3 separate regions of the Mus musculus genome follow, and all the other regions are linked to region 1. Evidence: chromatin contacts called from public Micro-C and promoter capture Hi-C data. All regions are on one chromosome and are shown on one strand. Each heading gives the region's core, a stretch centred on a gene start, on an enhancer-like site or on the middle of the called end of the contact. The rest is flanking DNA. Distances are from core to core; before and after follow the strand shown.

What was found. Promoter capture Hi-C pulls out the DNA fragments that hold promoters and counts their contacts. Hi-C and Micro-C count contacts between places; a contact is called where the count stands out from the background.
Region 2: a Micro-C map of embryonic stem cells shows a contact between it and region 1, with 4 times the contacts expected there. The contact joins the promoter of Paqr4 here to the promoter of Abca3 in region 1. A contact is called at or near these places in 3 of 39 promoter capture datasets (cranial neural crest, pre-B cells and stem cell-derived epiblast-like cells), 1 of 484 Hi-C or Micro-C datasets (embryonic stem cells) and 1 of 115 datasets of contacts at active chromatin or transcription factors (pancreatic cancer cells).
Region 3: a contact with region 1 is called in a promoter capture Hi-C map of pre-B cells, with 3 times the contacts expected there. The contact joins the promoter of Cldn9 here to the promoter of Abca3 in region 1. A contact is called at or near these places in 1 of 39 promoter capture datasets (pre-B cells) and 1 of 115 datasets of contacts at active chromatin or transcription factors (pancreatic cancer cells).

What each region holds. Positions count from the first base shown.
Region 1 is chr17:24,349,460-24,354,339 of GRCm38.p6, reverse strand. Abca3 (ATP-binding cassette, sub-family A (ABC1), member 3) reads right to left here and starts at 2,317. Exons shown (of 33, transcript NM_013855.3): 1 at 2,089-2,317. Abca17 (ATP-binding cassette, sub-family A (ABC1), member 17) reads left to right here and starts at 3,281. Exons shown (of 31, transcript NM_001031621.3): 1 at 3,281-3,372.
Region 2 is chr17:23,737,098-23,741,827 of GRCm38.p6, reverse strand. It overlaps Paqr4 (progestin and adipoQ receptor family member IV), which reads left to right and starts at 1,498. Exons shown (of 3, transcript NM_023824.3): 1 at 1,498-1,968; 2 at 3,467-3,688; 3 at 3,829-4,730. The coding sequence starts at 1,803. The coding sequence ends at 4,262. Kremen2 (kringle containing transmembrane protein 2) reads left to right here. Exons shown (of 10, transcript NM_028416.2): 10 at 1-629. The coding sequence ends at 67.
Region 3 is chr17:23,682,168-23,686,607 of GRCm38.p6, reverse strand. It overlaps Cldn9 (claudin 9), which reads left to right and starts at 2,582. Exons shown (of 1, transcript NM_020293.3): 1 at 2,582-4,024. The coding sequence starts at 2,959. The coding sequence ends at 3,612. Cldn6 (claudin 6) reads right to left here. Exons shown (of 3, transcript NM_018777.4): 3 at 4,162-4,440.

The DNA of each region.
Region 1 (4,880 bases), core at 1,068-3,567:
TATTCCCAGGGAATGGCACTGATGCAGGAATGGGCCACAGGCCTTTCACTCCACACACAGAATGGGCCTTCACCACGTCAGTCTGTTGAGAGTATCATCCAACACACTGCTCTAACTGATGAGACCCTATCATTTCCTAGCCTACTTCAGAGCCAGGCCCTGTGAATGCTGCCTCTGATAAGGAGAAGTTCTTCATCTTAACTGCAGAGCAGAACCTTCTAGAGGTGTTTTCAGATAGAAACTTCAGTCTGAGGCCTACCCATGAAGACTGTAGGCTCTGGCTGGGCACATGAACATTTCTCTGGAACAACTCTATCTTGCATTCTCAGTTCAGCTCTCCTACTCCTTTAGACACGGGTGGCATCTATTCTGGATGTGTCCTGTACCACTTAGCCCATTCTTTAATAAAAACCAAACACGGTATTTATTTCTCTGTGCTGTGGTGGGGGGCATGCATGTACCATGGTGTCTGTGTGGAGGTCAAGGGCGACTTGCTGGAGCTGGCCCTCTGTTATCTCGTGAGTCACTGGGATCTAACTCAACCTGTCGGGTTTGATTGTTAGACACCTTAATTCACTGACCCATTTGGCCAGGCCTGCTTCTGATTGAAGCCACTTTCTTGTGAGTAAATTAGTGCCATTTGAAGATCTCTACGGGCAGGGATCATCTAGTGACTCAGAATCATGCCTGGAGCCTTGCGCATTAGAAGACTGATGAACGTACCTGAGAGTTCTAGAATGTGGCTCTAGGCAGACTCAGTGTATCAAAGGAACCCCCTGCCAATTGCCAGAAGCAGGGCTGAAGGAGAAACCATAAAGCCCATAAAGGCCAAACTAAGGCCTTCCCAGTTAAGACCAAGTCAAAATAGTTTCTATGTGACAGCCTGGTCAATGTAACAGGGAAAGTTAGTGGCTTGTTAAGAAGAACTCCAGCTACCTGGTCATGCTCTGAAAGGCTGTTCTGTCAGAATGGTGGAATGCCGCCTGCCCTAGAGGAAGATATTATCTGTTTGCAAGGGCTCAATTCAAACCAATGTGGGTGAGGGGGATTCCCATGACACTCATTTTTTTAAAAATCAACTTTTCCTCTCCCCACCCTGTCTCTTACTTCCCACGAGGCAAGCTTTCTAAAATGGTTTCAGTCTTTTCAAGCTTACAAATGGCAACACCAAACAAAACTCTCTGGATGAAATAAGGCTGCTTAGGAGACAGGGGCAGAATTCAGTTCCTTAAGCCTTGCCTGGGTCTCCACATTGTTACTACAAAGCCCCAGTCACTCATTGGGAGAGCATTTCCTGAGTGCTCCTCACGTTACAAACACCAAGTCCCTATTTATGATACAAGAACCGTTCAGGCCTGGAGGCAAAGGGACAGACAGAAATACCTTTTAAGACAAAGCCCAAATGGGCCACACACAGGGAAAGCTCAAGCGTGCAGTACCAGGGACCTGACCCCCAGGCTGGAGCCCTGACCCCCAGGAACTAGTCGAAGTTCGGGGTCGGTCATTCTGAGCACCAACACCAAACACCGAGACACTTGACCAGAGCACAGTTGCTGTAGTTGCTGTGGTTCCCCCTTCCGAGTTCTGTATTGCACATTGAGGGCTTCGCCAACTTCAACCCCTATCAAAGCATCCCTTGAACCCTACGTTAAAGTTCATGAAAACGAAGATGCTGAAGCTTGAAGAACTGGGAGGAATTCCATCCAGGACCAGCACTGGCCGGTTGAGCCTGGAGCATTCCGCCGGCCTGCTGTGTCGCAGCCCGCAAAGCGCCTGAGGGCGGCGGCTGTCTGTCCACCTGCCAGGCCCGCACAATAGACCCCGTAACGACCCAGCGGTCTGTGCGGGTTCCTGCGAGCCCCGCGACCCCGCTATAGCGGGGACACACCCAGCATGAGGACGCCAAGACAGCTACACCTGCAGCAATACGAAGGGTCAGTCCGCGAGCCCGCAGGTCCCGGCGATAGGCAGGGGCTCGGAGGCCCCAGGTTGGGGCGCTGCCCGCTGGCAGAGTGGAGACCCGGGCAAGGACGGGAAATCTCAGAGCCCCGAGCTAGCGCGCGAGTGACAAGTCCTAGTGACACTCACCGACCCTCAGCGCCAGGGTGGCGGCGGTCTGCGCAGCTCTCTCGCCAGGTTCCCTCCCTTAGACTCCCGGTCCTGCTCCAGCCTTGCTGGGGCGGTTGCGGCCGAAGCTGACAACTGAGGCGGCGGGGCAGAGAGGAGGCGCCTGCGACAGGCGCGGGTGGAAGAACGCACCAGGAAGCTCCGGCTCCTGGAGGGGGTGGGGGGGCGCGTCGGAGCGCGCGTGCGCACTGGGCCGCCCCTGCAGGTGCCCCGGGTTTGCCCCCGGCCGGCTCAGCCTCGCCTAAGCTCTGGATTCAGCGTCTGCGCAGTGCCTGGCACATGTTGCCCAGCTCCGACAGAGGGCGCTCTGCGTAGCGCGTGCACCCCTCCCAGTTCAACATTCCGGATCGTGCGTCTGCGCAGTACTCCACGCAGGTCTCACCTCCAGTGGGCAAGCGCTTGTAGGGTGGGGTGAGCGTGCGTGATGGGTTGCCCCTGCGGGTTTTCTCCGCATCCGCCACTGATCGTGCAGCACGCCCTTGCTCGCGTCCAGCAAACAGTAGGCGTTAGTTTGGGGCTCTGAGCCCCGGGGTCGCTGGCCTGAAGCTCATCTCTGGACAAATGTGTTTCAAAGCAGTTGAGGCTGTAACATCAAGAATCTCACTTTCGCAGCGGGATTCAAGTTCCTCTTTCTCTTCAGGGCTCTCTCCCCATCTCACTCTTGTCACCAAGAGAAAGTGCTACTTTCTGCTCTCAGCAGGAGGAACCCAAGCCCTAGTGAGGTTAGGTCTAGGAACCTTTCAGAGGCGACAGCCCACAGCTAGGAAAGGGAAAGTCACGGTCCAGCCCAGCAGCACCACTAGGAGAATACAGTCAGGGTGGGAGGGGGTTCTCAGGGATCTGGGTCTCCTCAGGCAGAAGGCAGGGCGTCGGGGTCTCTTGGGCGGTAGAGTTTCCTCGGACAGGAGATTGGGGCGTTAGGATTTCTTCAGGCAGTAGACAGGCATGGAGGTGGGAGGGGGTTGTGGTTCCTTCAGACAGTAGGATGCGAACATCTGTGTGCCCTCGGCCCAGGCAGGAGGGAATGGCATTGGAATCACAGGTTGCTGCAGCTTGGGCATCCGCGCGGCTGGCCCGGGAGAAGCGGGGTTGAGCGTGGGCGTGGCCGTGTCGCGGGGCCAACAGTCGTCGAGGGCGATCCAGCGGGTCCTTCAGTGCCCGTGGCCACGGACAGGGTGCCTGCGGTGAGTGAGGCGCAGCCCTCCCCGGATTCCGGGCTGCGGACCAGACCTGCCTAGCCTTAAGGTAACCCTGGGATCGTGACTTCCGAATCAATGCCAGTTACACTGTGGTCATAACCTCTCGCTCTCTAGGGTCCTGTATGGCTAACCAGAAGATGGACTCCCTAAGAAAAGAGCCCTTGCCTGGTACATGGTCAGTTCCCTGGGGTCCTAGAACACCTTGTCCAGAAATGCTCTAGTCAAGTTTGCCGAATAAAGGGAGTCTCAAAGACCTGGCTTCAGGTCTTGAGTCCTTCACTAGTGTATTCAAGTCATTGTATTTTCCAGAATCTTAATTTCTCATTCCTAAAATTGAAATGGTAGTAATAGCGTATTCAAAGGTTGCGGTTCCCCCACAACCACCACTTTTTTTCCAAAGTGAAATGAGAAAAGTGCATGCTTAAGGGATTATCATCATGCCTGGCACTTAAATGGCAGTATGTGCCTGTTGTAACAAGCATGTAGCGGTGTGTGTTGGGGGAGATGGGGGGACAATTAAAGCAAGGTGGGGATTTGGATTATTGGTGTGCTGTAAACATCTCCAAAAGACTTTGTCCCCAAAGACTTTCTCTCCATCATCCTTCCAACCCAAAATGTCTCTCCCATTCTCTATTTCATGATAGGAGGTGTATGAATCTGGCTGACTGGAACTGGACGTTAAACTTAATCGCTTTTCTTTCAAAACAGTACTTGCCATTTTCAACTTAAATTCTTTAGTCCTTTCCAAACCTAAGCCTAGTTCTGCAGAACTAAATCTAGGAACAGAGCTGGGTGACTTAGAATTCCCTTAGGCAAAGGCGAGGTTGAGAGTATTCGTGATGCGTGTTCCTCAGAATCTCACAAAGTAGGTGTCTGGTGTCAAAGTCTCATTTTATTGTGTATTGAGGAGTACAGATGAAACTGGTAAAGGAAGTATTGAAACAGCCATCTAACACCAAATTCAAAGTCCTCAACAATGTATTGTTAGAACTGAATATATTGTTATTTGAAACTAATGTAAACACAATCACACGGAAATGTGTGTACATCATTGACTATGACAGTGAGTTATGTAGGCTTGTTCTATTAAATATCCAGGCAGCACAGAAACTGTAGCAACACTGCCATAGTGGTCTTTGTGTGAATCTCTATCTTGCTTCAAGTGTAGTTTGCATAGCTTTTAATCATCTAGAAGTTTTAGAGGTGTTTCATATAGATGATTAGTATATTCACAAATTTAAAATTTAGCAAGTATTATATAAATATATTCTTCAAATTTTAAAACAAAAGGCCACTTTTTTTATAACTGCCATCCTCTTCCCATGCCATTTGTTCAGTAAATACTCTCTCTATAATTTTGTACCTGTTTATGTAAATATATAGATTTATCTATAGATGTAAATTGGACACGTGACATTTGCATCTCTCTCTTCTCTCTCTTTCTCTCTCTCTCTGCCAGATGTCCCACCTTCTAATCTGTCTGAGCCCATTGGCTAAACAGCATTATTTTACAGACAGGAATACTTTCACACAGTGCACAAGAGATTTTCTCTG
Region 2 (4,730 bases), core at 249-2,748, 610 kb after region 1:
TGCGGGCTACCGTCCCCTGAGTGCCTCCAGCCAGAGCTCCTTGCGCTCGCTCGTCTCTGCTCTCTGACCCCAGACGTACGTGAGTCCATCACCACTTCTGCCAGCGAGATGGACACCCGAGATATTATGCAGCACCCTACCTCGACCTTGTGCCCCTTTAAAAGCAGCTCGGTCTCTGATCATCTCGGGAAGACCAGAAGATCGGACAGGAAGCATCCAGTGCTATTTGGGAACTTGGCCTGACCCTTGGGGTCCAGATGACTGAAGCCAAAGGACAAAGGGAATCCAACACCCTAATTCATGGACCTTGATGTGATGGGTGGTGTTTGGTTTCAGGGTTCTTTGCGCCTCTTTTGGGGATGGTCCTGGACTGCTGCCCTCGATGAAAGGTTAGGGGCCAACAAAAGTGATCTAAAGCCGGGCGTGGTGGCGCATGCCTTTAGTCCCAGCACTCGGGAGGCAGAGGCAGGAGGATTTCTGGCCAGCCTGGTCTACAAAGTGAGTTCCAGGACAGCCAAGGCTATACAGAGAAACCCTGTCTCAAAAAACAAAACAAAACAAAAACAAAAACAAAACAAAAGTGATCTAAAGACTCAGTATAGACTTAAAATAAAAGGCCTATTTTGGTAGAGGCTTTAGCAAGTTCTTTGCGCGAGGAAGAACCTGTCGATAAGGGTGTGGGCAGGGGGGCTGCAGGTGGGATGCTGGGTGTCCACACTGTGAGCTTTCTTATGAGAGGATGTGGAAGTTGGTCTTGGGTAGTTTTATGAGGAAGAAGCGCCTTCCTTGTCCCTGCCAGAGTAGAAGAGAACCGACCTTGCTTCCCTGGTCTCCTGCCTTTGCCCGTTCCTTGCCTGTACTGGGCAGGGCTAAGGGTGTGCTTTGTGGGCGATAAAAGGGAGTGAATTGGGTGGAACCCAAGCTCGAAGCAGCCTGGCCGGAAGGGCTGGGCCTCGCTAAGGGTTCCAGGTGCACCACACATCTTAGACGCTTGGGTTCCCCGCCAATGGAAATATGCCTCCAAAGTGGGTAAGCGCCTGCGCTGCTCAGGACTCTTCTGGGGGGTGTGGGGGGTGGTGGTGGGGCGCTTAGCCAGCAGCACCTTGGACAGAGTCTGACTGTGGGTTTAGAGCTGGGTAGCCGGGTTATGTGCTTGAGGTAGGTGCCCAAAGGTGCGGCAACCTGAAGGTCATTAAGAAAGCTGGGGTGTGATAATGTTGGTAGACCCAAGGTGCTAGGCCACTCCAGTGGAGGAGCCCGACACAGAAACTCGCGTCGCAAGCCAACAGCCACTCCACGCAAAGAAGGCTGGAACCGCATATGTTAAAAAGAGAAGGCATGGGCGGTCTCGGGGCGGAGCATCTCCGTCCGCAGAGCCCATTGGTCCCTGCAACAAGAACGTCAGGAATCCAGCGCGCGAAACACAGGCAGGGTGGCGGGGGCGAGGAGCCGGGGTGGAGCCTGCTGTCCCCTCCGGCGTCCGGCCGCGCCCGTCCTCCGGGCTGCGGCGAGACGCCTGGCTGCCGTTGCGGCCAACCGGAGCTCTCCCTCCGCCGCTCTGCTACGGTGGAGCTGAATGCACTGAGCTCCGACCTGGGGTTGCCAGCTTTCTCTCCCTTGCGGGGGCGTCGAACTCGCGCGTGCGCAGCGCGTGAGGGAAGGGGGCCGGGACCTCCTTGCTGACCCGGGCAGGGCCACCGGATAGCCGGAGGTGAATCGGGATGAGCTTCCCAGCGCTGCAGCTCCACTGAGAAGGAAGCCCAGGCGCAGAGGGTCGCCGGTCGGCCGCAGTGCGTGAGGCCATGGCATTCCTGACCGGGCCTCGTCTCCTGGACTGGGCTAGCTCGCCGCCGCACCTGCAGTTCAATAAGTTCGTATTAACCGGCTACCGGCCGGCCAGCAGCGGCTCGGGCTGTCTGCGCAGCCTTTTCTACCTACACAACGAGCTGGGCAACATCTACACACACGGTAGGTGAGCCGCGCCCCGATTCACGCTTCTTGCACTCGCGGCCGCCTTGCCTGTGAGCACAGCAGCCCCCCAAGCTCAAGTCCTGGACTGTCCCTGCTCTGGTTGGGTCAGGCGCCGCGGTGACAAAGCTGCCATTGTCCCAAGCTTCGTTGCCAGCTCCTGCTTTCCCAGTAGTGCCCCAAAGCAGGACAGGGGAGCAGAGTGAGAGCCAGCTTAATCCGGCTGAGCTCTAGGGGTAAGAATCCTGGTATCCCCTTGATAATCCTGCGCCTTGGGCACCCTCCCCCTCCAGCGCTCATCCTGGAGATGGGCGTTCACTGGCTAGGAGGAATTGGAGAGAAGACTGCCCCTGCCTGACCCAAGCCCTTCCTCGCGATAGCCTTGAGTCCCCACGACCATAGCAGTACCGTGGGGCTCCGCTTTCCCCCACCCCGCCCCCCAACACACTTCTTGCGGGCCCCTAGAGCTCTGCTGACACAGCCCTGGCCTGTCCTTGAGCCGCCCCAGCTGGGAGAGGGAACTAGAGCCAGCTAGGTTTAGACTTGGGCTTTTCTCTAGAGGAAGAGCGCTATTGTCTAGTCAGACCCCCACCAAGAGTGGGGCTGATGCCTGCATTTGTCCTCTATTAAGGCAATGCCAACTGGTTGTGGGGAAGGGAGGAATGTCCAAGAAAGGCCAGCACTGGAAAGAACAGAGCTGAAAGCGCCCCAGTGGAGACAGGATAGGCTTCTTCCAGTCCTTTCCCCTCATTCTGGCCTTTCCTGGCTTTCTTTATGGAAAACAAAAAGACCCAAAGCCTCCATCTGCCTGGACATTTGACAATGTTAAGTAACCCTGAGGCTGGTATGTCCCTCCTGTCCTAATCAGAACTCAGGCTGAGGTCATGCTTCTCCAGATTTCTGCAGGACGGACAGACAGACAGACAAGACAGACCTGGTCTGGCCTCCTGTGTGGCAGGGAGGAACTGTGGCTTTAGCCAGGAATTGGTCTGCCCTGGTTCATCATCCTCTCTCCTTTGCCTACTCGCTGGGCTCAGCTGGGACAGATTACTCCAAGCTAGTTTTTGCACCTGCAAAGTAGGGCTTATTGTCTCTGCTTCCTAGATCTGCAGTGATCCTGACAGACAGTAACCCTTCTGAAAGTTTGTAGCCCGCAAGACCTGCTCTGTGTGGGCAGGCAGCAGCACTGAACTCTGCCTTGCTCTGACTTTCGTTTGTTTTTCATAGTCAGGCCACTTTAGTTTTTTTATTTTTAAACATACTCATAGTGTATGAGTGGGTGGGCAGGTGTACTTCTGCCCAGGAATGTGGAGGTTAGAAGACAATTTGTGAGAATTGGTTCTCTCCTACCATGTGGAGTTCAGGATCAAGTTAAGGTTGTCAGGCTTAACAGCTTTTACCGACTAAGCTATTTTCCTGGCTCCAGTTGGTACCTTTGTGGATATGATTCTCCTTTTATGCTGATTGTGTCTGATATATAACTCTCCCTCCCTTCTAGGGCTAGCCCTGCTGGGCTTCCTGGTGTTGGTGCCAATGACCATGCCCTGGAGTCAGCTGGGCAAGGATGGCTGGCTAGGAGGTACACACTGTGTGGCTTGCCTGGTGCCCCCTGCAGCCTCTGTGCTGTATCACCTCTTCATGTGCCACCAAGGAGGCAGTCCTGTGTACACCCGGCTCCTTGCCTTGGATATGTGTGGAGTCTGCCTTGTCAACACCCTTGGTGAGCCAGGGCCCCAGAGAGGTGGCGGCAGGGGCCACTGGTGGGAGCTGTGGGTTGGGAAGATCAGCTAATTTGGACTTAAACCCTTTCTCTCCTCTCCTCTCCTCTCCCCCCACCTCTCTCCCTCCCTCTCTCTGCAGGAGCCCTGCCCATCATCCACTGCACTCTGGCCTGCAGACCGTGGCTTCGCCCAGCTGCCCTGATGGGTTACACTGCACTGTCAGGTGTAGCCGGCTGGAGAGCTCTCACTGCCCCCTCCACCAGTGCCCGGCTTCGAGCCTTTGGTTGGCAAGCTGGGGCCCGCCTGCTGGTGTTTGGGGCCCGTGGAGTGGGGCTGGGCTCAGGGGCTCCAGGCTCTCTGCCCTGCTACCTGCGCATGGACGCACTGGCTCTGCTTGGAGGGCTGGTGAATGTGGCACGCCTGCCAGAGCGGTGGGGGCCTGGTCGCTTCGACTACTGGGGCAACTCCCACCAGATCATGCACTTGCTGAGTGTGGGCTCCATCCTCCAGCTCCATGCTGGGGTTGTGCCTGACCTGCTCTGGGCTGCACACCATGCCTGTCCCCCAGACTGAGCTGCCTCCTAGCTGCCAAACTGGCTTGCCCACAGCTTCCTGGACAAATTCCACCACCTTTCCTCCTACTGGTCTGCAAGGGGCTGGTTCCCTGGAAGAACCAGCACATGGGACTTCCTAGCTGGGAGACCATTCTTCATTCTTCCCCATGGATTCACTTCTTGCATCCAGGCCTTCAAACCCCAGCTTCCACTTTCCTTGCCATCTTCCCTCCTGGGCATTGTTTTGCTGTCATTAGAAGGAAACCATTTTTTTTTTTCCCAATTTACCCTGTTTAACCTGTGAGAGTCTCTGACAGTTGAGTCCTGCCAACTTACCAAGCCTCCAGCCCAGAACCACTACCCCTATGTTGCTGCTCCCATACATAACTACACCTCCTGCTCCTGGATTCTTGAGCTAGCCACTCTGACCCTGCTTCCTGACCTCCATCTCCCTGCTCTGCATGTCAAACCTCTCAGCAGCCAGAAT
Region 3 (4,440 bases), core at 1,333-3,832, 670 kb after region 1:
TAAAGTAATATGAATGCCCATTGTAAATTTACTAATGCGTTTGCGATTGTACGAGGGATAGTTATATCATGTTAGGCGTATTTACAACCTTGTTATTGTTTCATGTGAACATGAGATATTATTTGTGTCAAGTTGACAAGGGGTGGATTGTAGTGGCTATTCCTGGTTGTCAACTTGACAATATTTGGAATGAACTACAATCCGGAATTGGAAGGCTCACCAGTGACCCTTATCTGGAGGCTTGGAGATCCTTATCTGGATCTTGGTTTGAAGATCTTGAGCCATATTGGCTATGGATTCCAGAAGATTGAATCTCCGAGTTTAAGGAACACACCTTTAATCTGGGCTACGCCTTCTGCTGGAGACAATATAAGGACATTGGAAGAAGGGAGTCTAGCTCTTGCTCCTGCTCCTTCGCCTGCTTGCTGCGTGAGACTGAGTAACTGCTAGATCCTTGGACTTCCATTCACAGCTGTGACTGAACGATTGTTGGGAATTGAGCTGCCGACTGTAAGTCATCAATAAATTCCTTTATTATCTAGAGACTATCCATAAGTTCTGTGACTCTAGAGAACCCTGACTAATACAGGCAGCAATCACTCTTAACTGCTGAGCTGTTTCTCTAGCTCTACCCTCTTCCTTTTTTTAAAAAAGATAAGAGTTTCACTGTGTAGCCCTACACTTTTGTACAACACACATACATGCACACACACACACACACACACACACACACATGTGCACTTGCCTGTGGATGCTTGCATAAGTGCCATTGGGAGTATATTAATTTTTTTTTTTGAGACAGGGTTTTTCTATGTAGTCCTGGCTGACCTTGAACTCAGCAGTCTCCCTGCCTCTGCCTCCCGAGTGCTGGGGTTAAAGATGAGGTTAAAGTAGCCCAGCTACTTTTTTTTTTCTTTTTTCTTTCTCTTTTTATTTATGTAGTTGACCCTGTAATTGCCCTGGCTGTCTTGGAATCCTGCAGCTCACTATGTAGATCAGTCTAACCTTGAGCTCACAGATACCCACCCATCTCTGCCTCCTGAGTGGTATGTATGTGTCACCATGCCTGCATGGCAGTTTTTGTCTTTTAAATAATAGCCCTTGGGTCTAGAGAGATGGCTCAGCAGTTAAGAGCACTGACTGCTCTTCCAGAGGTCCTGAGTTCAAATCCCAGCAGCCGCATGGTGACTCAGCCATCTGTAATGGGTTCCAATTCCCTCTTCTGCTGCGTCTGAAGACGGTGACAGTGTACTCACATAAAGTCTTTAAAAATATATTTTAGCTGGGCGTGACAGTGGCCTTTAATCCTAACACTTGGGAGGCAGAGGCAGGTGGATTTCTGAGTTTGAGAAACCTTGTTTTGGGAAGAAAAAAAAAAAAAAGCAGCCGGGCACGGTGGCAAGACACCTTTAATTTAGCCCTCAGGAGGCAGAGGAAGGCAGATTTCTGAGTTCAAGGTCAACCAGGTCTATATAATGAGATCCAGGCTAGACAGTGCTATGAAGAGACCCTCACCCCCCCCCCCAAAAAAAAAGCCCCTGGAAGGAATTGTTCATGACTTACTGAAATATGCATATATTGGTTGAGAGCTCATTTGTTAAGTTCTCTGTTCCAAGCATCCCATACAAACTCTTTAAGTTTTCTCAACCGAGTCTCTGATCCAAATAGGTTAAGACGCCTGGCCCTCCCTGACCACTCTAGAATCAGAATTTGAGCTGCAGGCAGGCAGTAGTACTCTGAGGTGGAGACTTTCATGAGTGTTTTCTGTGGACTGGAAGTAAGGGCTCAGGGACGTTCTAACCCTCTGGGCCTTGCTTCTTTGCCCACCTCTGTGACATCTGGTCTTGGCTGGCTATTCATGTGACTTTTGCTCAGGGTCTCCCTTGTCCCTTCTTGCTTCAGGCCTCTTTCTGCCCCTCCCCATCTCCACAAAAGGCTCTTTATCACCAGGCCACTAGAGACCTTCAGCCGCTCAGCTCATTCCCCTAGTTTCGGCAGTGGGGGCGGAGTGGAAACACCTGAGCTGGGGTAGAATCGTGTGCATGTGTATGTGTGAGGGGTGGAGGGGATAGTTTTCTAGGCTGTTGCCCTGGTAATGCCACCTGAGCTGGGCGCCAGGCACCTGTTGTCTGGGAAACTGTAGGCGGGGCCCCTTCCCTAGGAACTGCCAGGGTTATTGAGCTGAGACTGGAGACAGATCAGATTCCAGAGTCCTGAAAGGATGGGGGAAGGGGAGGGGATATAATGATGGATAAGGGGGGCAGTATTTACCCCACCAAGACAGAGTGAATTAGAGGGGTGGCAAAGAGGGGGCAGTCTCAGGCTGAGAGCTCCTCTGTCCATTCCAAGGCAATTAACAGACTTCTCTCTCCTCTTTTCTGTTTGTCCCATCTTCCTGGAATTTCTTTGTTCTTGAGTTTCCATTTGGTCTTGGCACCAGACCCTAACTAACCCCGAGGGCCCCCATCCATCCCCTTTTCACCATTGCTCCGGTTTATGCTACCCAATAGCAGCCTCCAGGTCTCTTGCTGGGCTCCTCCCCTGCCTAGGCCTTAAAACCCCGCCTGCAGCCAGCGCCCTCAGACGTCCCAAGTGGCACCTCACGGTTCCCTGTTTTGAGACAAGCTGTATACCAGCTGAGAGAAGACTTCAACCAAGAAAGTACGTGAGCAGCCAGCAGAGAGGAACGCGGTTGTTCCTAGTTCATGGCAGATCTGGAGGGGCTGTAATGGGTGAAGGCTTCCAGGAGGACACAAGCAATACAGATGAGCGGGACCTAAGGACTTCTTCGTATTCAGTGAGTACCAGATGTGTGAGAGGCCCGCAGCTGTGAGGTCTGGCCTGGTCTGAGATCAACAGATCCCCCTCCTGAGCAGTGAGACGCACCCGAACTCCAACACAGTGCTCCCAACCCTATTGAGTGATTCAGGCCAAGAGCTGAGAAGACCCGAGGAGCAGATGGCTTCCACTGGCCTTGAACTCCTCGGCATGACCCTGGCTGTGCTAGGCTGGCTAGGAACTTTGGTGTCCTGTGCCCTGCCACTGTGGAAGGTGACCGCCTTCATCGGCAACAGCATCGTTGTGGCCCAAGTGGTATGGGAGGGGCTGTGGATGTCCTGTGTGGTCCAGAGCACTGGCCAGATGCAGTGCAAAGTATACGACTCACTGCTGGCGCTGCCCCAGGACCTGCAGGCAGCCAGAGCCCTCTGTGTCGTGGCCCTCCTGCTGGCTTTGCTGGGCCTGCTGGTGGCTATCACGGGCGCCCAGTGCACCACGTGTGTGGAGGACGAAGGTGCCAAGGCCCGTATCGTACTCACCGCAGGGGTCCTCCTCCTCCTCTCGGGCATTTTGGTGCTCATCCCTGTCTGCTGGACAGCCCATGCCATCATCCAGGATTTTTATAACCCACTGGTTGCGGAAGCCCTCAAGAGAGAACTGGGGGCTTCCCTCTACCTGGGCTGGGCTGCCGCTGCCCTGCTCATGCTAGGGGGAGGGCTCCTCTGCTGTACGTGTCCCCCGTCACACTTTGAGCGTCCCCGCGGCCCCAGGCTGGGCTACTCCATCCCTTCCCGTTCAGGTGCTTCGGGACTGGATAAGAGGGACTATGTGTGAGGCTGAGGCTTCTTCCAGAAGCTTCCACCTGCGGCTTCATGCCCTGCATTGGGCTACATCCTTATATCATCAAATCCATGCGCCTGCGAAGCTCACTTATTGGCCAGGACTTGGCTCTTAGGGGATCTCAGCTGGTCTGGCTTGAGCTAACCCTCTGTAGTGGTTGCAACCTTGAGAAAGCTCCAGTTACTGGGTACCCTGCTTATCGCTGCCTCCCAGGATTTTGCTGTGGTTTGCTCTCCTGGACTTTCTTACTCTGGAACCTGGACCTCAGCCTCCTTGCCTTCAAAGTAAGATGTGGACTGTGACCTAATACTGAGGCTTTAGCTGGTCAAGTCTAGCCCAAGCACCACCTGAATCCAAGTTACTCAGCCCCCTACCCTACCTGTGAATAAAAGCACATTGTAACTGAGCCTCCTCTGGTCTGTGAAAAGAGGGTGTGTATACTGTGGGGGGAGAGGTCTCCAACCAGTGAGCAGCTTGCTTAGACCATTAACGCCTTCTAACTCTAGCGAGGCTTGTACTGAACACCAAGAGACATCAGACACATTGTAAGAAAAAAAAATCATGTTTTATTTAGTAAAGCATTGTGTGAGCAGGGAAGTGTGCAAGGTGTGGGGGAGGAGGGTCTACAGCACAGCTGGGACCTTTTGTAGGGAGAGTACACAGTAACCTTGGCGATGGGATTCAGGGGCCAAAGGTTGGAAGTCTCAGGGTAGAAAATTCCTTGGTAACTTATCACCTGCCCTTCCAGGGCTGGAGAGAAGTCTGACCAGGAAGGGGTGCGTCTGTCCTGTGAGTTACCTCCGGCCACAGCAGGAACTCTTG